Regions from separate parts of the Mus musculus genome. Here regions 1, 2, 3, 4, 5 and 6 are each linked to region 7. Evidence: chromatin contacts called from public HiChIP or PLAC-seq data. All regions are on one chromosome and are shown on one strand. The core of a region is the stretch at or near the end of the contact, and the rest is flanking DNA. Distances in the headings are between cores, read along the strand shown.

The links. HiChIP or PLAC-seq counts read pairs in DNA pulled down with a chosen protein or histone mark.
Region 1: an H3K27ac HiChIP or PLAC-seq map of embryonic stem cells shows a contact between it and region 7, with 5 times the contacts expected there. The contact joins the enhancer-like site here to the promoter of Sox2 in region 7. A contact is called at or near these places in 10 of 39 promoter capture datasets (the 3T3-L1 cell line, the SN4741 cell line, cranial neural crest and 5 more), 8 of 484 Hi-C or Micro-C datasets (embryonic stem cells, nephron progenitors and trophoblast stem cells), 13 of 115 datasets of contacts at active chromatin or transcription factors (craniofacial prominence, embryonic forebrain, embryonic hindbrain and 4 more) and 1 of 9 other capture datasets (embryonic stem cells).
Region 2: a contact with region 7 is called in an H3K4me3 HiChIP or PLAC-seq map of embryonic hindbrain, with 6 times the contacts expected there. The contact joins the enhancer-like site here to the promoter of Sox2 in region 7. A contact is called at or near these places in 7 of 39 promoter capture datasets (cranial neural crest, embryonic stem cells, liver and 3 more), 14 of 115 datasets of contacts at active chromatin or transcription factors (craniofacial prominence, embryonic basal ganglia, embryonic forebrain and 7 more) and 2 of 9 other capture datasets (embryonic stem cells and pancreatic islet).
Region 3: an H3K4me3 HiChIP or PLAC-seq map of embryonic basal ganglia shows a contact between it and region 7, with 4 times the contacts expected there. The contact joins the enhancer-like site here to the promoter of Sox2 in region 7. A contact is called at or near these places in 9 of 39 promoter capture datasets (the 3T3-L1 cell line, the SN4741 cell line, cranial neural crest and 5 more), 9 of 484 Hi-C or Micro-C datasets (cerebellum, cerebral cortex, embryonic fibroblasts and 4 more) and 12 of 115 datasets of contacts at active chromatin or transcription factors (VIP interneurons, craniofacial prominence, embryonic basal ganglia and 8 more).
Region 4: a contact with region 7 is called in an H3K4me3 HiChIP or PLAC-seq map of craniofacial prominence, with 3 times the contacts expected there. The contact joins the enhancer-like site here to the promoter of Sox2 in region 7. A contact is called at or near these places in 11 of 39 promoter capture datasets (the 3T3-L1 cell line, the SN4741 cell line, cranial neural crest and 6 more), 3 of 484 Hi-C or Micro-C datasets (embryonic stem cells, nephron progenitors and trophoblast stem cells), 12 of 115 datasets of contacts at active chromatin or transcription factors (craniofacial prominence, embryonic forebrain, embryonic hindbrain and 5 more) and 1 of 9 other capture datasets (embryonic stem cells).
Region 5: a contact with region 7 is called in an H3K4me3 HiChIP or PLAC-seq map of embryonic forebrain, with 5 times the contacts expected there. The contact joins the enhancer-like site here to the promoter of Sox2 in region 7. A contact is called at or near these places in 5 of 39 promoter capture datasets (cranial neural crest, hippocampal neurons, liver and 2 more), 12 of 115 datasets of contacts at active chromatin or transcription factors (SST interneurons, VIP interneurons, astrocytes and 8 more) and 1 of 9 other capture datasets (embryonic stem cells).
Region 6: an H3K27ac HiChIP or PLAC-seq map of stem cell-derived neural progenitor cells shows a contact between it and region 7, with 7 times the contacts expected there. The contact joins the enhancer-like site here to the promoter of Sox2 in region 7. A contact is called at or near these places in 10 of 39 promoter capture datasets (cranial neural crest, embryonic stem cells, frontonasal cranial neural crest and 5 more), 2 of 484 Hi-C or Micro-C datasets (neural progenitor cells and neural stem cells) and 25 of 115 datasets of contacts at active chromatin or transcription factors (SST interneurons, astrocytes, craniofacial prominence and 13 more).

The regions. Positions count from the first base shown.
Region 1 is chr3:35,026,452-35,029,151 of GRCm38.p6, reverse strand. No RefSeq gene overlaps it. Among named protein-coding and RNA genes, the nearest start is that of Gm35255, 78 kb to the right of the region's middle. Within about 2 kb of position 1,386, at least 28 of the 459 cell types and tissues checked have an H3K27ac peak or open chromatin away from gene starts, as enhancers often do. A contact at or near this core is called in embryonic stem cells, epiblast stem cells and trophoblast stem cells, where this site is marked.
Region 2 is chr3:35,058,789-35,061,488 of GRCm38.p6, reverse strand. No RefSeq gene overlaps it. Among named protein-coding and RNA genes, the nearest start is that of Gm35255, 110 kb to the right of the region's middle. Within about 2 kb of position 1,263, at least 11 of the 459 cell types and tissues checked have an H3K27ac peak or open chromatin away from gene starts, as enhancers often do. A contact at or near this core is called in neural stem cells, where this site is marked.
Region 3 is chr3:34,251,553-34,254,252 of GRCm38.p6, reverse strand. No RefSeq gene overlaps it. Among named protein-coding and RNA genes, the nearest start is that of Gm52623, 14 kb to the left of the region's middle. Within about 2 kb of position 1,337, at least 13 of the 459 cell types and tissues checked have an H3K27ac peak or open chromatin away from gene starts, as enhancers often do. A contact at or near this core is called in VIP interneurons, embryonic basal ganglia and second pharyngeal arch cranial neural crest, where this site is marked.
Region 4 is chr3:35,042,537-35,045,236 of GRCm38.p6, reverse strand. No RefSeq gene overlaps it. Among named protein-coding and RNA genes, the nearest start is that of Gm35255, 94 kb to the right of the region's middle. Within about 2 kb of position 1,331, at least 4 of the 459 cell types and tissues checked have an H3K27ac peak or open chromatin away from gene starts, as enhancers often do. A contact at or near this core is called in craniofacial prominence, where this site is marked.
Region 5 is chr3:34,195,426-34,198,125 of GRCm38.p6, reverse strand. No RefSeq gene overlaps it. Among named protein-coding and RNA genes, the nearest start is that of Gm52623, 70 kb to the left of the region's middle. Within about 2 kb of position 1,320, at least 24 of the 459 cell types and tissues checked have an H3K27ac peak or open chromatin away from gene starts, as enhancers often do. A contact at or near this core is called in SST interneurons, VIP interneurons, embryonic basal ganglia and 5 more, where this site is marked.
Region 6 is chr3:35,140,361-35,143,060 of GRCm38.p6, reverse strand. No RefSeq gene overlaps it. Among named protein-coding and RNA genes, the nearest start is that of 1700017M07Rik, 130 kb to the left of the region's middle. Within about 2 kb of position 1,425, at least 25 of the 459 cell types and tissues checked have an H3K27ac peak or open chromatin away from gene starts, as enhancers often do. A contact at or near this core is called in astrocytes, forebrain, neural progenitor cells and 3 more, where this site is marked.
Region 7 is chr3:34,648,693-34,651,392 of GRCm38.p6, reverse strand. It overlaps Sox2 (SRY (sex determining region Y)-box 2), which reads right to left and starts at 1,398. Exons shown (of 1, transcript NM_011443.4): 1 at 1-1,398. The coding sequence starts at 977. The coding sequence ends at 18. The region is part of intron 3 of Sox2ot (SOX2 overlapping transcript (non-protein coding)); the gene reads right to left. RefSeq lists a promoter at 1,161-1,911.

The DNA of each region.
Region 1 (2,700 bases), core at 137-2,636, 380 kb before region 7:
AGATGCCAGGCCGTTCCCTGCAGAGTGACACTCTCCCCTGCCTCCTGGAGCCTCCAGGTAGCAATTTGCCACATCTTCTGTGTTTGACGGAGGACTAGGAATTAGAGGAGGTATCTGGTTCTCCTGTCACCTGTCTCCTCACAGTATAATTATCTGAGTTCCCAGGTGCCGCACTGGTACATGAAAAAGTCTAAAGAAGAAATACAATATGTCTGCATTGTGATTCATCATCTGCCCTTGATTGAATATTTCCTACCCTGGAGGTAAGGGGACAAGGAGCTGCCAGCCAGGAAAGGGAGTCTTTGTCTCTCTCTCACACACAGATGCTAGCTGTGTGTCCTTGGCCAAAACACTTAACATCTCTGACTCTCCTTGCTTTGTTCTATAAAACAATGGGACAGGGTAGATTACTGATGCAATTTTTCCCAGAAAGCTGAGCTTTCAAAAATTCTGTACATCATTGGGCAAAGCACACCTACAAAAGGTGCACATCTTTTATTCCAGTCCTCTGGAGGTAGAAGAAGGATATCTCTGAGGTTGGGGGCCACCTGGTCTATCTAGTAAGTTCTAGGTCAGCTAATGTCCTGTTTCAAAATCACAACAACAATAAAAACCTGTTTAGACCCCAAATCATGATGTAAATATACTCAAATTACCGAATAAACGGAGAAAAAAATCAGTGTGGCTACAGTGCTCTACTGAGGACCCTGTAAGAGTTACAAGCCTAGTTTTGCGAGTGTGTTCCGTACAGTATCAGCAAGCTTACAAGGATACAGGCAAAACCTCCTATGGAAACAGAGTATCTTAGTTTGCTTTTGACCTCTGCTCTAAAGACCATGACCAAAAGCAACTTGGGGAGGAAAGGCTTATTTCACCCTACAGTTTCAAGTCTATCCTGAAGGAAAGTCAGGGCAGGACCTGAAGCTGGAGGCCATGCGGAAATGCTGCTTTCTAGCTGGCTCCTCGGACTTACATACAGCTGCGTTTCTTACACTTCCCAGGACCACCTGCCCGGGGGTGGGGAGTGGGGGTGGGGCACTGCCTGCAGAGAGCTGGACCCTCCCACAGGAATCATTAACAAGAAAGTGCCTGCACAGACTTGCCCACAGGCCAATCTGATAGAGGCAATTCCTCAGCTGAGTTTCCTTTGTCCCAGACGGTTCTGGCTTTTGTCAAGAAAAAAAAAAAAAAAAACCTAATCAGCAAATATGATATTAGGAGATTTTTTAAAAAAATAAGTTGAAAGTTCCTCTTGGGGACTCATACTGAGTCTTTACAATTAAGTTGCAGGAGTTTTACTAACTTTGCATACAATTATTCTGCCTGGGAATCCTTAAAGGGAAAGAGAACAAGTGCCACAAGCCATGTCCAAAGCTCATAGGTCCTAGGCTCACTGTGTCGTGTCGTAGGTCATTTCTCTCCTTGGGAACTCCTCTTACTCCACCCACAGCATAGACACAGGAGAACCAGGGCATCCAGGAGAAATGTTCCTGAATCGGACCCAGGTCCCAGATGATGTCCTTCTATGTTTGTATATCTGTGCTGTGTTTTAAAGGTCGTTTACAAGATCTCTTATAATCGAGTCGTGTTAGCGCCTCCCATACCCTTCTTAGGTCAAAAGAAGAACTACAGCACTTAGTGAGAGATGAAAGAACAACTTAAAAGGAAAAGAAATAGGATGAGTGGTCAGAATGTAGAGAGAGTAGGGCAACCAACGACTGCATTTGTAGAAAACATAAATGGATCCTCATTAGCTTTGCATTCCATGAGACAACAAAACAAAACAAAACAAAGAACACCCAACACCCAGAACCCTGGAAAGGCAAATCCCCCATGTCTTGGGATTTGGGGTTTGGATTAGGACATGTGGCCTTGTTGGCGTAGGGGTGGCCTGGTTGGAGGAAGTGCCTCACTGGGGATGGGGTTCGGGGTTTCAGAAGCTCAAACTGGGCCCAGTGGCTCTTTCTCTCTCCTGCTACCTGATGACCCTAGTGCAGACCTCTCAGCTGCCTCTCCAGCACCATGTCTGCCCCTGTGCCTCCTGCTATGCTAATAAACTAAACCTCCTGACTAAACCTCTGAAACTGGGAGCCAGTCCCAGTTAGATAATTCCCTTTATAAGAATTACTGTGTTTGTGGTGTCCCCTTACAGCAATGAAACACTAAGACAGGACTTATTCACTGTGTCAATCACAGGAAGTCTAAGTGTAGAGGGTTTTGAAGGGAAATTTTCTTTCTGTGTGCATGGTCATGTATGTGTGTGTGCACCATATGGATATGAATATGTGTGTGCATGTGCAGGCCAGCAGACAACCTCTCCTGTCATTCCTCGGGATGTTCCCCACCTTGAGAGTTTCTCACTGGCCTAGAACTTGCCAACTAAGCTAGGCTGGCCTAGAATCTCCAGGAATCCTGTCTCTGCCTGTCTCTGCCTCCCTTACACCAGAATTAGCTGCTGTTAGTTACACCTTGCTGGCTCTTTTTTAGTTGGTTCTGGGCATTGAACTTGGGTCTTCATGTTTGTGCATAAAACACTTTAGCTACTAAACCATCTTCCAGTACCTCAAAGAGGTCTTTTAAAAAATTATAATTCTGACCATGCTAAGAATCATAGCCCACGGCAAACACATAAGGATATATCATCCAGATTTCAACATGAGCACTGAGAAGTTCTATGAAGACAGATCCACTGATTCCCCA
Region 2 (2,700 bases), core at 14-2,513, 410 kb before region 7:
ACTCTAGCAGAAAGCAGGAAGTTAGCTCTGTAGCTAAAGAAGTGGAGTTGGATGAGAGATGCTATTTCCCATCCTGTAGTCTCTCCCACTAACTGGCCACTTTCTCAGCATCCCATCATTCATCAACTTCTTTCTCCTTCACAGACTAAGTCTGGGTTCTATTGAGACCATGAACAGCTAATCTCAGCCACATCCCCAAGAATGCAAGTGTGTGAGGGTATGCACACACACACACACACACACACACACACACACACACTAATAAATAAACAAATCGACCTTTAAGCCAGCTTCTCCTTCTTTGTGGAAACCTAATCCTGTCTACCACAGCTACAGGTGCTCTCACCAAGGCTGACTTCAGCTGTGGCGACACTAACCTCCAGCCTCCAACCCCCCCTGCATGTCCCTTGGAATAAAAGCTGTGGTGATTCAGCCTATACCAATGTATATCTGGTAGAGAAACACGGCTTGTGTAGACCGCTCCCCCCAAAATGACATTTGCCTGCTTTTGAGCAACCGCACTTCGTTGGTAAGGTAGAGAGAGACACAACTTTCCAGCTACTGCCTCAGCGGTCTGTCATTCCACAGCTGTTCTTCCACAGCCAGATTCATCTAGTGTCTCACTCTCTGCGCACAGAGTTCACAATAGGCCTTCAATAAAGGTTTGCTGATAGCGGTGGGGCGGGAGGTTGGGGCTGGAGAAGGGGCCCAGCCCTGAGATCTTCCCTATATCGTTCTTCACTGTCGGTGTCTCCCCAACCTGACCCATAGGCTTCCCTAATGTTCTGGGGCAGCATCTGCTTGTCGTCTGCTTGTCACATCTCTCTGCTCACCTCGTCCAGGGATAGGCTGTTATGTCACATCCTTGCCCAGGGCTTGGAGCTCCCTGTCTGAGCTTTCTTCAGATCCCTGTGCAGTGTTTGGGCAACACTCTCGTACTTTCCCTGACTTTGTGCCTTTTCTCTCTCATTTTCCTCTGGGGGAATTCCTCTAGTTGTCTCCAGCATCTTGAAATTACAAAAAAAAAAAAGAGAGAGAGAGAGGATTTAGTGTATTTAGGCAACACAGCAGGCTTTATTTATGCAACACGAGTTCAGTCAATGGTGCTCCCCTCAGCGAAGAGGGGGTCTGAGAAGCCGTGGAGTGAGCAGGAAAGAATGTAGGAAGATTGACAAAATGAAAGCAAGATTCATTCCTTTTCACAAGTGACTCTATCAGGCCACTGGAGGAGGTGCATTTCAGTCAGGCTTGGAAATACCATGGTGAAAGGCGCTTTTGCCAGAGGAGAAAGCAGGCGCGAGGCGCAAGGAGGGCAGGGAGGACTTTGGCAGTCATCGCTGTCAGCTTTGGTTTAGAGGCATCTTCAGGCAGTCTCTCACTTACTCAGCACCACGCCCGTTGAGAACTACAGGCATTTTTGTCTTATCTGTCTTTTGCTTGTTTATTTTGATTTTTGTTTTTGTGGTTTTGTGGCAGGTGTGTGTGTGTGTGTGTGTGTGTGTGTGTGTGTGTGTTTCCTGTTTCCATGGGTGGTGTTTTGGTTTGATTCTTGTCTGTTTGTTTTAAGGAGAAAGAGAAAAGGAACATAAAGTTGAGTGTGGAAAGAGGTGGAGAGTGTCCTGGAGGAAGGAATTGTGGGCAGGGAAAACGTGATCAAAATGTGTTGTGTGGAAAAAAAAAAAACCACATAAAAATGTATATAAATACCTAGATGAAGGAGAAGGATGTGAGGACTGTGGGAGTCAGAGATGCTAAGGGACACACTCAAGCAAGATGTGACCATCCTTGGAACCGTAGTTTGACCCCACAGCACTTCACAAATGCTTCCTCTTTACAAGGACAATAGTTTCTGTGCAAGCCTGTCAGCCATTGGTGATTGGTAGACAATGGCTTGCTTTGGAAAACGGGTTAAACCTTTGCTCCTGGGAAGAGGGGACATTCCAAAGCTCTGTGGGTACGTGGAAGAGTCCTGAGAACACTGAGGACCAAAACTGGGATTGGATTCGATAGAGCTACTACTGCCTTCTGGCCATTGTGGTGTGGACCCTGTGGGATACCAATCCCCCCCGAACCTAGTGCAGGAAAAAAATGCTTTTAAATACACATTAAAAACCTAAAAAGTTTTTTAGTATAAAATTTATTTTATATTAGATCTTTTTTACTGAAATATTCTAAATCAGATGTTTACATGGTAACATACATGATACTTTGTTAATAGACTAAACGGTAAGAGCTTGGTCACACGCAAGTATGAGGGAGGGAAAGGGCTTTCAGATGTCTCCAACAGGTGCTTCGGAATGTGACAATACTGCTGGTGTCAGTGTCACTGATGCTAGGAGTATGACTGCTTTGTTTATTAAAGATAGAGGAGGCCGGGCAGTGGTGGCGCACACCTTTAATCCCAGCACTTGGGAGGCAGAGGCAGGCTGAAGTGTGGACACTATGCCCCTCCTTAGAATTGGGAACAAAACACCCATGGAAGGAGTTACAGAGACAAAGTTTGGAGCTGAGATGAAAGGATGGACCATGTAGAGACTGCCATATCCAGGGATCCACCCCATAATCAGCATCCAAACGCTGACACCATTGCATACACTAGCAAGATTTTATCGAAAGGACCCAGATGTAGCTGTCTCTTGTGAGACTATGCCGGGGCCTAGCAAACACAGAAGTGGATGCTCACAGTCAGCTATTGGATGG
Region 3 (2,700 bases), core at 88-2,587, 400 kb after region 7:
ACAGCCTAGCTGATCAATACCCAGAGAGCAGAGCCCTGTCTTTGGGGGCTAAAATCCCAGTAACCAATTTCATGAGACTGATTTGAGGGGTACAGAACATTTACAACAAAATGTCAGCCAACAGAACATTAATGTTCAGAGCACTCCACAGTGAGCTAAATTGACATCAGGGTGCCCCCCTAGATCAAGAATAAATAAAGAGTGGGCACAAAATTCTCTGGTAAGTATACTTTCCCCCATTGACACTCTGTGTTGCGGGCTATACACAGAGTCATAAAATAAGAGGAGGAAGAGAAGATGCCCCTGCAGCCGCAGTCTGAAAGAACATGGATTTGTGTGTACATGTGTTCTTAGCTCTACAACAGGGAAGCACCACTGGGTAGAGAGTGGGGCATGGGTCAGTGGGCAGTCTGTGAGTCAGGCACTATCTTCTCAAATGAATGAATGAATGAATGAATGAATGAGAACAAATGTCTTTTGAGTGCTCATGGTTTTCCATCCTATTTTGGTGGTCTGTGGAAAGCTTGATCCTTTTGCTTAATGCCTTGGGTTGCAAGAAAACATGTGTGTTGCCTGCTTTATGTTTCAGTATGTTTCACATCTGGTGTACATACTGCCTGGCACTCATCAGACAGAAGGAAAGGACTATTCATTAGAATTAATTAGTCATCTGGATAGTCACATACTTAAGTAAAACACATCCCATGGTCACCTTCCTAAGAGTTCCCCAGAACATGCTGTTATTGTACGCTGTGCCCCACTGTCCATAGCTTCTTAGTTAACCCAGAATGGTCTGCTTTCCAAAGTTTGCATTTCAGACGTGTTTCTAAGAATTGGGAGACGGTGGTTCAGACACTTCACGTCGTTTGAGCTCCCTTAAACTCCAGTACCTATTCTCTACCTCGTGATTCAGCCCACCCCTGTCTCGGATGTGTTCTGGGGGAGGTAAAGGAAAGAGCAGCACATTCCTTGTGCCTGTGTGGGCTAAGCCTGGGCACTCATGGGGTTAAAAGCACTGCAGTAATATTAAGCACATGTTTCCAGCCCGCAGGGTGCCAGACTGAGGCGTCCTCCAAGCCTAATTTGATAGATATTATGCCTACATTGCTGCAAGTAGCGATGGAGAAAGTAAAAATTTTATGGATGAGCAAAATAGGAGCTCTTCTGGATGGAGTGTTTTTAAATCAGGTGTATAATTTACCCAGTGTCAGACCGCATGTAGAGTGCATTACTCAATTGAACTTACACGCAGATAGGAAAGCCGTTTCTTTTAATAAGCACTTCTTCAACTTATTGGCTCTACAATTACTTGCACCAAATTATCAGCAGCTGCTGCCTGCTTGGCGCTGCAGCCCAGACGAGGAGCCACAGTAGTTTCTAATCAACAAGCCACTCGAGGGCTCTTTATCATTTTTAGCTTAATTCCACTTTTATTTGGAATTTATTAATTGGAATATCCAATATTTTCACGACGGAATTTTGCTTTGCTTCCATTAACAAGAAGCCTACCCAATGGCTGAGGTGATTAGGAAAGGGGAAGAGTGGTGCCCAGCCTTATCTCCGACATTCACAGTATTATACGCATAATGCTGGCTTCGTGTTCTCTCGGAGGCTGGGTTTAGACCTTTTTATGAAATTCTGCTGCTGAACTTAGCTTTCTGGGTGTTTCGAGTCCAAGAGTTGTTGCAGGTGTCTGAACAGCACATCTTCATGCACAGCCAGTCTAGCCATATGTTTATGCCAGGCTTCTGGACCTCCACATGAAGGATATTATGGAGTGACTGCAGTCGGGGTGTCCTGGGCATTGGAGGTTGTTCCCAAATATTCCTGGCCTCTGACCACAGATTGCTGGCTGCTCATCTCCAGGCTCCAATGATAAATGCTAAAAACTGTCAGCAACATCGCAGAAGCACCGAAGTGTTTTATGTAAGATGGTGCAGCACATTACACCCAAGGAGCCTTGAAGGTTAGTTCTAAGAGGAAAGTACACTTTTTAACGAACTTGTTGGAAACTTTAGAACTGTATCCATAAGTATCAGTATTCTTTGCTCTCTGAGAAACGTTCAATGAAACCATGAAGGTCTAATTGTTTAAAATCAACCACATTTTATCACTACTTTTACAGCCAAAAGCAAAAGGAAATGACTTTTTAAAATATATAAGCAATAACTACTTATAATCAAATCAAATAAATATCTGAATAACCACTGTTCATGTAGATGGACCTGGGGACTAATTTTATAGAAGTATGGTAAAATTGTTTTATGTCAGCAGAGTCAAGAATACCTAATCTGAGATACATTTTACTTCTTCGGAATTAATTTGTATGTTATTGCCAGCTCCAAATTAGGAAACAGAAAGGTATGAGGAGCTAAATGCTATGACTTCAAAAAATGTTAATTCAAGCTCAGACTTTTCTCTTTTCAAATTCACATTTTAGCCTTTTAAACATGAAGGGTCAAATGTTCAAAATAAATATACTCATATATATATATATATATATATATGCATGTATATACATATATAAACACATACATATATACATGTTTATTTGTGTATATATACATACATATTAATAAATACAGTATACACATGTATACACACACACATACATACACACACACACACATGAAGTGCTGCTGGAAGTCATGGCTCATATCTATAATCCTACTGGTTGGGAGACTGACAGTGAGTTCTGCA
Region 4 (2,700 bases), core at 82-2,581, 390 kb before region 7:
ACTTCCCTACCCCCTACCCCAGGAGCTGTGTCCCTTGGCTTCCCCATTGTCCAACACCAACCAGCAATGGTAAGCACAGTCAACTTCCCATGTCCTGCCTCTCCAGAGCCTGAGTCCTGTGGTGGAGCAGGCGCAAGAACCACAACCCTACATATAACCAGGCAAGAATTCCAGTGGAGAGATTGAGACATCAATCCAGCCAGAAAACCGGCTGGGTAGCCCAGAAACCTAGGAAAGAGCCAAACACAACTGGAAAAAAAAAAGTCAATGAAATGATTCCTAATGATACTCTGTTATATTTGTAGACAGGAACCTAGCATAATGGTCATCAGAGAGGCTTCATCCAGTAACTGATGGAAGCAGATGCAGAGACCCACAGTCAAATATTATACAGAACTCAAAGAATCCTTTGGGGTGGGGAGCTAGAGATGTCAAAGACAACACAAGAAAACCCACAGAATCAACCAACCTGGGCTCACAGGGGTTCACAGAGACTGAACAATCAAGGAGTCTGCATGGGTCTGACCTAGGCCCTCTGCATATATGATGCAGTTGTGTAGCTTGCTCTTTTTGTGGGATTCCTAACAATGAGAGCAGGAGCTATCTCTTGGCTTTTTCGCCTGTGTTTGGGACCTTTGTCATCCTACAGGGTTGCCTTGTTCAACTTAATACCAAGGGAGAATCCTGGCTTAGTGTAACTTGAAATGCTATGCTTGGGTGAGATCCCTGGGAGGCCTACCCAGTTCTGAAGGGAAGGGGAGAAGGAATGGAGGTGAGAGGCGGGTTAAAGGGGAGGGGAGAGGAAGGGAGGGAGGAAGGGAAATGGTAGTTGGGATGTAATATATGAGTAAAGAATCTATTTTAAAATTTAATAAAAAATAAAATAGAAACAGTTGGTCAACAAGTTTTCTAGGATGCAGAAAGACAAGTCTAGATGGGCAAGCTAAAGCAAAGCTGCTTCACCTTGCAGGCAGCAGTTGAAGTTTTATAAGTCAGTGACGGTGCTGAGAGGAGTGGGCATGGATATGATCAAAATATGTTGCATAAAATTCTCAAAGAGTTAACATATTTCTAAAATGTCAAAGATGCTTACTCCTGAGAACAGAACACATCCTTCCATACCATGCATACATTTGTCTTGCCAAGTATTCATTTCAGCCAAAAAAAAAAAAAAAAAAAGAACCAAGGAAATTCACCAGTTTCACTTCTGGAATGGGGCAGTGTGTGGAGAGAATCATGAATGGATACAGAAAGCATTTACCCTAAGCGTTAACTTTGTAAATACAGTGCAGTCACACATCCCGTCCCTCATAGATGTGAATGCTGTTGAAATCATCAGAGCAGACTGTAACTGGATACTCACACAGTTTGCCTCAAGGCAGTCTTCTCTATTTGTGTGCATTTCTGAAATGAAGATGAAAGCTAATTACAGTAATCCTCTCCAATAAGATGAGGGGAAAGAGGTGCACTCTGAGACCTGGGAGGCTCAACAGAATGGATGTCTGAGTATTTTTTAACCATTCTGTCTTAACTAAGATCCAAAGCAGTCCTGAGCCTCCCGTGTCCTCGGAACCTGCAGGGACACCCAGGAGAATTGGAAGCATCTGGGCTCTGAGCCTTGCACATAGCATGAGCCTCCCAATTCTGAAAAGCAGAAATACTAACCCTAGCACAGAAGCTATGCTTACCAATATGATCTGACCCACCTGGGCTGCCCAACACTGAGCATGTCCTGTAGAGTCAGTTCTGCCAGGAAATCCTAACTCTGGTAAATTTAAGTTGTATAAGCTCAGACAAGGTCCCTGGCTTCTCCATGTTTCTGATTTCTCCTCTGAAATAAAGGTAACAATGTACATGATTGCTGTTACTCAGTGAGTAGCAAGGCTTCTGAGAGAAAGCTGAGCAACTGTTGCCTCAGTGAATATTGGCCCTCGACTCATAGGAAGTGTAACTGTAATAGCTATTAGCCCACTGAGCTGAGGAAGCCTTCTGGAAGGGAAAGAAAAGCCGAAGATGGCTTATCCAGACCTAGCTCTCTAAAGTTGACTAAAGATGAAAGGTCTTCAGAACTGAGAGAGTAGCATACTAGACCAGTAGATGAGCATCCTCCAACCCTGGAGGCAGGGTGAGAAGACACATTGCAAAGACAATTTTGACGGCACTCGTCTTAGGCAAGTAAGGTTAGGATCCTTGTGGGATGGGAAGCCTAAGGCTGTAGAAGAAAGGTGGGGCCTTCAGGAGGTGGCTAAGTCTTGCACCGTGTGAAAGTGGCTTAACGAGGAACTGAGGCTGAGCTCAGTCAGTAGAACATCTGCCACATAAACTGGGAGACATAGAGGAGCAGAGGTGCGATACCAGTGCCTGGGGTGGGGCCTGCCGAGGTATCACAGGTTCAAGGTCATTCTTGGCTACACAGTAAGTTTGAAGCCAACCTGGACTACATAAAACCTTGTCTCAACAAACAAACAGCTGTTGACCCTTTCCTGCTGTGAAGACACAATAAAAATGATCCCTCTTGGACACTACATCTTCTAACACCTTGACCTCAGACTTTAGAAAAACTACAAGCAGTTTATTCCATCATTAAATTGATTGTCCTGGGGTATTTTGTTATAGCAGCCCATGAGAGACATCAATGGTCGTTTTTTATGTTCTTGCCAGATTCTGGGCTGTATTTAAGGAATGAGAGCCTGGTGGAGC
Region 5 (2,700 bases), core at 71-2,570, 450 kb after region 7:
TGCTCTTGGCTCTGGGAGCAGGAAGGCTGCCTCTGTGGGGTTCTGCGCCTCACCTTTGAAATGTGGTCTTCAGTATAAACACTTTTCATGCCACCCTGAGACAGGAGAGCTGGCTGTGCTCATTTATGCCATTCTGGCTGAGCTACCTCTCAAACTTAAAATAACACTGTGGCTACTTACAAGTGCCAATGTTCCGTTTGCCTTTTTAAGATTACCTGTGGCATGGGCTCTAATCCAAAGTATAAGGTTTCAGGTAACTGATCTGTCTGACTTCTGGGACGTTAAAAATGCACTTTTCCCTTTCTCAAACAGGAAACTACCTTTGTTATTTGTATTATGGTTCATTGAAATGTTTAAATGACAAGACATTTTGCTTAAGTCACCTTTAAAATGGTTTGACTTTTAAGTAGCAAAACAACTCCTCTCTCTCTCTCTCTCTCTCTCTCTCTCTCTCTCTCTGATGTTTATTGTGAGAAAATATGTTCACATAATTTTTGCTACAATTTTACCTCATGCATAAATGGAGAGAAATCATGATGACTGGAACTTAAAAGGGAAATGTACAAGGGGTGCTTAGCTCACAGAAGCAACCCCAGAGCTAGTGCCTGTGATACTCACAGGGTATCTTAAACTACTACACTAGCACGCGTATGTTCCATGCCACACAAAGCTCAGCATCACAGATCACAAGAGGAAGCAGCACTGAGAACGTTGATTGTCACCAGTAAAAACCAGCTAAGTCAACCAGAATTCACATCAAACAACGCAAACGTGGCAGGAAGCTCCCTTCCCTTCAAGGAGTGCGTGCTTATCCCAAACGCCTCCAACAAGCAAACCTCAGCTCTGTTGCAACGAATCCTGAACAGGGATGGAAGAAAACAGCTCACGTTACTTACTGTTCTTAAGCCGTCTATCCACACATCCTTCTGGCTCCGACGGGTGAAGAGGGGTTGGTGAGAAGAAATCTAGCAGGCAAAAAGAAGAGGGAAGTAAGTGTTAGTCGTCGGGAAACTCACATCTGCGGGTTCTCTTGAAGCAGTCCCCACAAGATCCCAGCACACGCAGAGAAAGGAAAAAGTTGGCAGAATCCTCACACCTTCATTCTTTCCAATCACGCGGAGCTCCAAACTTTCCCTGCTCAGACCGCTCAGTCTCCTGGACAGCGAGACGTCCAACTTCGGCCCCACTGGAGACGACTGAGTCCACAGAGCCACGGTAACTTCAACACCCGGTCCACAGCTCCCGCTTCTCTCCCATTCTCCATTCACTTTTTTCCCTTCCTAGGGAACGCTCATAGGTCTGTTCTCCGTGCCCCCCTAGTCAGGCCTGGCTTTGAAATGCATTTCAATCTCTCCACACAGACTGCTTTCATTGCATTTAGAGTCCCACTAAGGCCCAGCTTTAAAAGCTACGGATTCTTTTTTTCTTTAGCCTTCCTCACAAAGGAAGGGTATTTTGTAAATTACCAGCTCGTTCAGATCAACAAAAGGTACTTTCATAGAAAGCCCCATTTCATTTTGCTCAAATTTGATTACAAGGATGGAGAAAAGGGAAGGAAGTCAAAAAGAAAGCCCCAGATGGCTTCTCCATTCATCGCCGTGAATGAGCTTTATCTCTGCCTTTTGAAACCGCAGCCGTGGAAAAGCATTTCTGTTGGCTTAAAAAACTTGACAAAAATTATTGGTTTGCCATTTCTCATGCAACAGCCATTGGGAACTGGATGAAAAGACTTTTTCATGGAATCGCCTGCTTGGATCAAAATAATGGAGATTAGGTATTTCATTATAAATTACAGTGGGAGATAGAGCGCCTGTCATATTAATAGCTACCTGCTCGTGGCCTTCAATGTAGCTGTTCTCCTAGACAAAGGACCAAGAGGGTTGTCTATTGAGCTTGTACTTTAGGCCTGATCAATTTTCTATCATCAAGGCAAAAGGTGAGATGACTAACAAAGGAATTCACACATGACTGACCTCATAAGCCTATAGATAAAACAGCCTAAAGAGGCAAAATACATCCTGAAATTATGGATGATAAACTACATAAAGATGGAGAAGAAAACAGAGTGGAGGACGGGAGAGGAGAGCAGTCTCTATAATTCTCCCTCTTTTGGCCAAATGGACACATTAAAAGCGACTTGTTCTCAGCTGCAGATAATTGCAGCCTGTGGTTTGCAGTGGTCGGCTAGAAATCCTTCCGCCTACTCCTTTCCCCCCTCGGCACCGTCTCAGTCATTTCATTCGCTATTAACGGCAGCATTGTGTTCAGGATAAAGCATCTACCAAGTCACACTTAAAAACTGAAAAATGGAAAAGAATCGCAAACGGCACAAGCTTCTGATGCTGTGCTGTGGAAGATGGTATTTATTCTCTGCTCCAGGTTCCTGACCAGCATGGCAATTCCGTTAGGAACCTAAAGCAGCTTAGAGTCTGAGCTGTACCCACTGGACGCAGTGATGATGCTCTCAGACACCAGCGAAAACAAGCTCCTTCAGAAAGGGAATGGGTGCTTCTGGTTCATCCCATCTCGGGGGTTACTTTATATTTCTAATCAAAGTCACCCAGATGACTGCAGGTATAATTGAAGTCCTTTACCCTCTGCTATTGCAACAGAATTGCCATAGAATTGCCCACAACTTTCCTAAATAGAAAACAGGGCTAGACTTTCTGGCCACTAGTTCATTGCTTTTTGAATTCAGGG
Region 6 (2,700 bases), core at 176-2,675, 490 kb before region 7:
ATAGTCTCCAGAGATTCTGTGTAAAGGACTAAATATTAACATCCCTGTGTTTCCAGGGCCCAGGATACTGTTGGGCAAGTAGTAACTGAACAGTGACATGTTTGCTCAGTTGTTAAACAAATGAAGTAGACCTGTGAATTCTCTTCAAAAACCACTAGATTAATTCCGTTTCTGTTCCTCCTTTTTGAAAGGAAATGGTTAACCAAAGTAACACACAACTGGTAAAAGAGATGACCAGGAATGGTACAAAATAAGCTTCAGGCTTATTAATTGCAGATGTGCTAAAGCATTTTATTTGGAAACTCTTAAATGGTTCGTGTCCAACAGACCACCAAATGGAAAAGGATAAAGGTTTTATTGCTTAAAAAAAGAGAGAGATTGTCAGGTAGACATTCGTATCTTCATCCCTTGCTATGATCGTAATTCTGATGGAGTTGAGTTGACAAACATGCCATAAGCAATGCTCCAAATGCCATCAAATTATAAAAAATGAGTAAGAGGGCATTTACAGCATAGCCAACAAAAGAATGTAAAGTTTGCTTAAAGAGAGAAGGACTGTGGTGCAGCTCAGTGGCTGAGCACAAGCCTTGTCTATACATGAGGCTGAACTGGATCCCCAGCATCACAAAACAAGCCAAAGGATGTTCATATTACATGTGATGCTGCTATATGTCCCACGACTATGCTGTGTTCTGGAAACCTACCTCCTCCTCCAACCTCCTCCTCCTCCACTCTAGTTCCTGTCATCCCCCAGGTGTGGTCTCCACCTGGGTTCTTAATCTCTGTTTCCTCATCACGCTTGAGCCCCTTTACCAGAGGAGTTATCTCTGAAGATGCCTCTTCCAGATCAGCTCGTAAACACCCAGAGCGTTTTACACACTTCCCTCCCTCCAGCAGGCATGACTGTTTTTCGTAGCTCACGGGTGGCAGTGGCCTTCTTCTGGGAGCAATGCCAGAATCTGGTCCAGGAAAACTCTGAGGCAACTTTCAGGACCTTTGTAATGGATGCTACCCGTTGCCACATTTTATCTTGGTTTCCTTGGGAGAAAGCAACCATGCTTCGTTCAGACGGGCAAGCCAAGTTCGCTTTCTGATGCCAAACTGGCAAGGACCACAGAGCTTGGTGTTGGTCTGTGGATGGGAAAAGGCATCAGGAAGAGTTTCTGACTTTTTACATCTTTTGAAAATGAGCAGCTGATACATTAAATTTTTTGTCAGGGAACAAGCATCAGATTGCATAAATAACTCATTTGAACAGCAATCACCTCCCAGTCACTCAGCTCTCTGGCAGTTAACAAAAAGGTTTTAAGATAGAAACTGGACTATTTAGCTTTCATTAATCATTCATACTGTTCAAACACATCACACAGTAACTGAAGAGGGTTATGGTAGCTAAGCTTGAGTCTGTTGTGGAAAGTAAGTTTAACTTTCTATGAACTCACTGGACACAAAGAGTGTCCCCTGCTTACTATTCCAAATGTCACCAGCTAGAAGCAAACGGATGATTACGAATGGTAATGAAATACCTCTGAAGCCGTTTGTACACTAACAAAGAGTTACTGTCAGAACTTGAATAAGGTCCATCTACCCATTTTCAAAGAATGTCAACATTATATAAGGGGTAAAGCAGACAGCAACAGCTAAATACACAAACAAATAAGTTTCTGATAACATTTCCCTAGAACACAGTTTTCGTCAAATTTTTTTTTCTTGGAAAAGGAGAGATCAATGAAAGCATCTCACCTCCTTAAATCATTTCAACCCCACAGTGGGCCTCGCAGGAGTTAGGAGAGTTTTAGACATTCCATCTTTGTGTTCTGGATTTTTGGGGCATGGGGGCAATGGAGATTCCTGGGTTGAGTTTCTCTGGCTGATACTTGTTTTCTTCGTTTCATTTGTTCTCATCTTCTTAAGTGAAGCAGGGAAAACAGGGTGAAATTTTCTGTGTTCTGTCTCTAGGAGAGAGAAACCCAATAATTGCTGCTTCTTGGAGGCATTGGTTGGCAGCCCAGGAATTTCTTGATGGACTCCTCTGTTTAGCTGTTCCTGAGGACCAGGGTGGTGGCTTCTCCTAGGCTTCAACTGTGCCCTTACTAGGTCTGCATCTTTCTACTGGGATGAGACTCCACATTTTATGAAGGAGCCAATGAGTGGAAAATACCCCATTGCTTTTGAAACGTACCTAAAATCTCAGGGCACTAAGACTAAAGCTGCGTGAAAGTTCCTGAAAGGGAGGGTCTTTATGACAACCTACAGAGGGGCTGTTTCCTCTAGAAATAAGAATCTCATTTAGTGTGTTTTAAGGTCTTTAGTAGAGCTCTTTTGCCAGGAGGAGAACTACTTGGGAATCTGATGGTTTCATTTAGTTCTAATGAGAAAAAAAAAAAAAAAAGAGGCAGATGTGGTAGCAGCTGTTATAGGAGAAGCAATGGGTAGCGAGAACGCAGACTTATTGACACCCATGAAGAATGCTTAAAGGCGTTGAGAAAGAAGAAAAAAAAAAGATCTTGAAGACACAGAATTCAGTGCTAGGAAAAATGGGTGTATAAAACATAAAACAACATTTTATATCGATCAAGTGATTTTTTTTTTCCTTTAAAATTATCAGAAGCTGTTTAAAAGAAGGGAAGAATGTTTGACTTGTGTTCTGAGAAGTCTAGAGTCTAGGGCAGGCTTCTTGGAGGGATTGATCTGGCTTAA
Region 7 (2,700 bases), core at 149-2,648:
AGTTCGCAGTCCAGCCCTCACATGTGCGACAGGGGCAGTGTGCCGTTAATGGCCGTGCCGGGCACCGGGCCGCTCTGGTAGTGCTGGGCCATGTGCAGTCTACTGGGCGCAGCGGGCTCCGGCACCTCGGCGCCGGGGAGGTACATGCTGATCATGTCCCGGAGGTCCCCGGCCTGGCAGGGCGCCCTGGAGTGGGAGGAAGAGGTAACCACGGGGGGGCTGGAGCTGGCCTCGGACTTGACCACAGAGCCCATGGAGCCCAGCGCCATACCGGGGGTGCCCTGCTGCGAGTAGGACATGCTGTAGGTGGGCGAGCCGTTCATGTAGGTCTGCGAGCTGGTCATGGAGTTGTACTGCAGGGCGCTGACGTCGTAGCGGTGCATCGGTTGCATCTGTGCCGCGCCGTGAGCGTTGAGGCCCGGGTGCTGCGGGTAGCCCAGCTGCTCCTGCATCATGCTGTAGCTGCCGTTGCTCCAGCCGTTCATGTGCGCGTAGCTGTCCATGCGCTGGTTCACGCCCGCACCCAGGCCGGCGCCCACCCCAACCCCGCTCGCCATGCTGTTCCCGCCGGGGGCCAGCAAGCCTCCGGGAAGCGTGTACTTATCCTTCTTCATGAGCGTCTTGGTTTTCCGCCGCGGCCGGTATTTATAATCCGGGTGCTCCTTCATGTGCAGAGCGCGCAGCCGCTTGGCCTCGTCGATGAACGGCCGCTTCTCGGTCTCGGACAAAAGTTTCCACTCCGCGCCCAGGCGCTTGCTGATCTCCGAGTTGTGCATCTTGGGGTTCTCCTGGGCCATCTTACGCCGCTGCCCCCGGGACCATACCATGAAGGCGTTCATGGGCCTCTTGACGCGGTCCGGGCTGTTCTTCTGGTTGCCGCCGGTCGCCGCCGCCGTGGCGTTGCCTCCTCCGCCGCCGCCCCCCGAAGCTTGCTGCGGGCCCGGCGGCTTCAGCTCCGTCTCCATCATGTTATACATGCGGGCGCTGGGCGGGCGCGGCCCGCCGGCGGCCGCCAACCCTCGGCCCGGCCGGGACTGTGGGGGCCGCGCTCGGGGGCCGGGATGCAGGGGCCGCGGGCGGGGGCCTCGGCGTGCACGGCCCTGCGCGGAGATCTGGCGGAGAATAGTTGGGGGGAAGCGGAGCTCGAGACGGGCGAAGTGCAATTGGGATGAAAAAACAGGCGCTCTCCTCCTCGGGCCGCCGCGATTGTTGTGATTAGTTTTTGGAAAGGCTTAAGCCTCGGGCTCCAAACTTCTCTCCTTTCTTTCTCTCTCCTCTTCTTTCTCCCAGCCCTAGTCTTAAAGAGGCAGCAAAGTACTTTTCCCTTTTTGCAAACACTCTCTTCTCTGCCTTGACAACTCCTGATACTTTTTTGAACAAGTTAATAGACAACCATCCATGTGATGGGGGCTGTCAGGGAATAAATGGGTTTCCGGCGGCCAATCAGCGAGCGCCGGCTCCTGCGCCCGAGCCCAGCCTCGCCAGAGGGTTTTGCATGAAAGGGGGCGGGGCCTGCCGCGCCGCCGAGCCGAGCCCAGCAGAGCGCTGTGCCCCGAACCGCGCGGGGGAGGCGGGCCCGCAGCCGGCCGCTGGGGAACCTTTGTATCCCCCCCCCCCGCCCCCCGTTTTCAGCAACAGGTCACGGCGCACGCCTGTTCGAAGGAAGTGGGTAAACAGCACCAAGACGACAGCTCCTTTCCCCCATGCTACGGAATATTGGCTCTCTCTTGGATACATAAGGGTGGATGGGGCGCGGGAAGCTGGGGCCAGGGTGGGGCAAGGCCCATGGGTGGTTCAGGGCGACTGTCCAACTAGTATTTCAGGAAGCTGGCAGAGCCGGAGGTGGTGTGCCATTGTTTCTGCGCTCATCCGCGGCACTGCGCTCTGTCGCAGCCCCTCTTCCAACCTTGTCGCCAGCACCCACTCACCCCCTCTTCTCACCGTACAGACGAGAAGTTAGACCCAAGCCTCGGGCCTCAGCGCCCTCCTGGCTTCCGTGTCATCGGCTCGGTTCCCAAACACGAGTCCTCTGCCCATGTAGCTGACTGTAGAGCAGAGCTAGGACCAGGCCTTGTTCCCAGCCTTTTCCTAGGCCGACTCAGGTGTGGCTCAAGGAACCGCAGCACGTGTCCTCAACCCCTAATTCCCTACTCCACCAACCTGCCCCATCCAAAGGGTGCAAAGGCAAAGCTGGAACTCTGCTCCCGCTCTTTCTAACTCCCAACCCTGACACAAGAGGATTTTTAGTGGTGGCAGTTTCAGAGGAAACCTTGGGGACGAAAGCATCAACGGAAAGAAGCTCCCGAGTGCAGGGGATGGGGGGAGGGTCACGCAACTTCCTGGCATCCCACCGCGAGGCGCGGAGGTGGCATTTGGGCTGCGCTCACAAACTCCCTCCCACGCAGCGTTCTCAGGATGGGGCAGCGCAGCCGGCATTGCCCCTGCTGACAGGCACGGTGGTAGTCACGAAGGCCCGGCCGAGAGGCGCCGGGGCCTGGGAAGCGCGCGGGGTCCAGAGGTGCAGGTGCAGGCGGAGAGAAGGCCCGCCGAACCCGAGGAGCCGGCACCAAGCAAGCCCAGGCTGTGGGAGAATGGGCTGGGGGCGGGGGTAGGGGTTCAAGAATCTTGCCTGCCCAGGACCCGAGAGGGTAATTTTAGCCGATCTCCCATTGTCCAGACGTAAAGATTTCAATCGGCAGG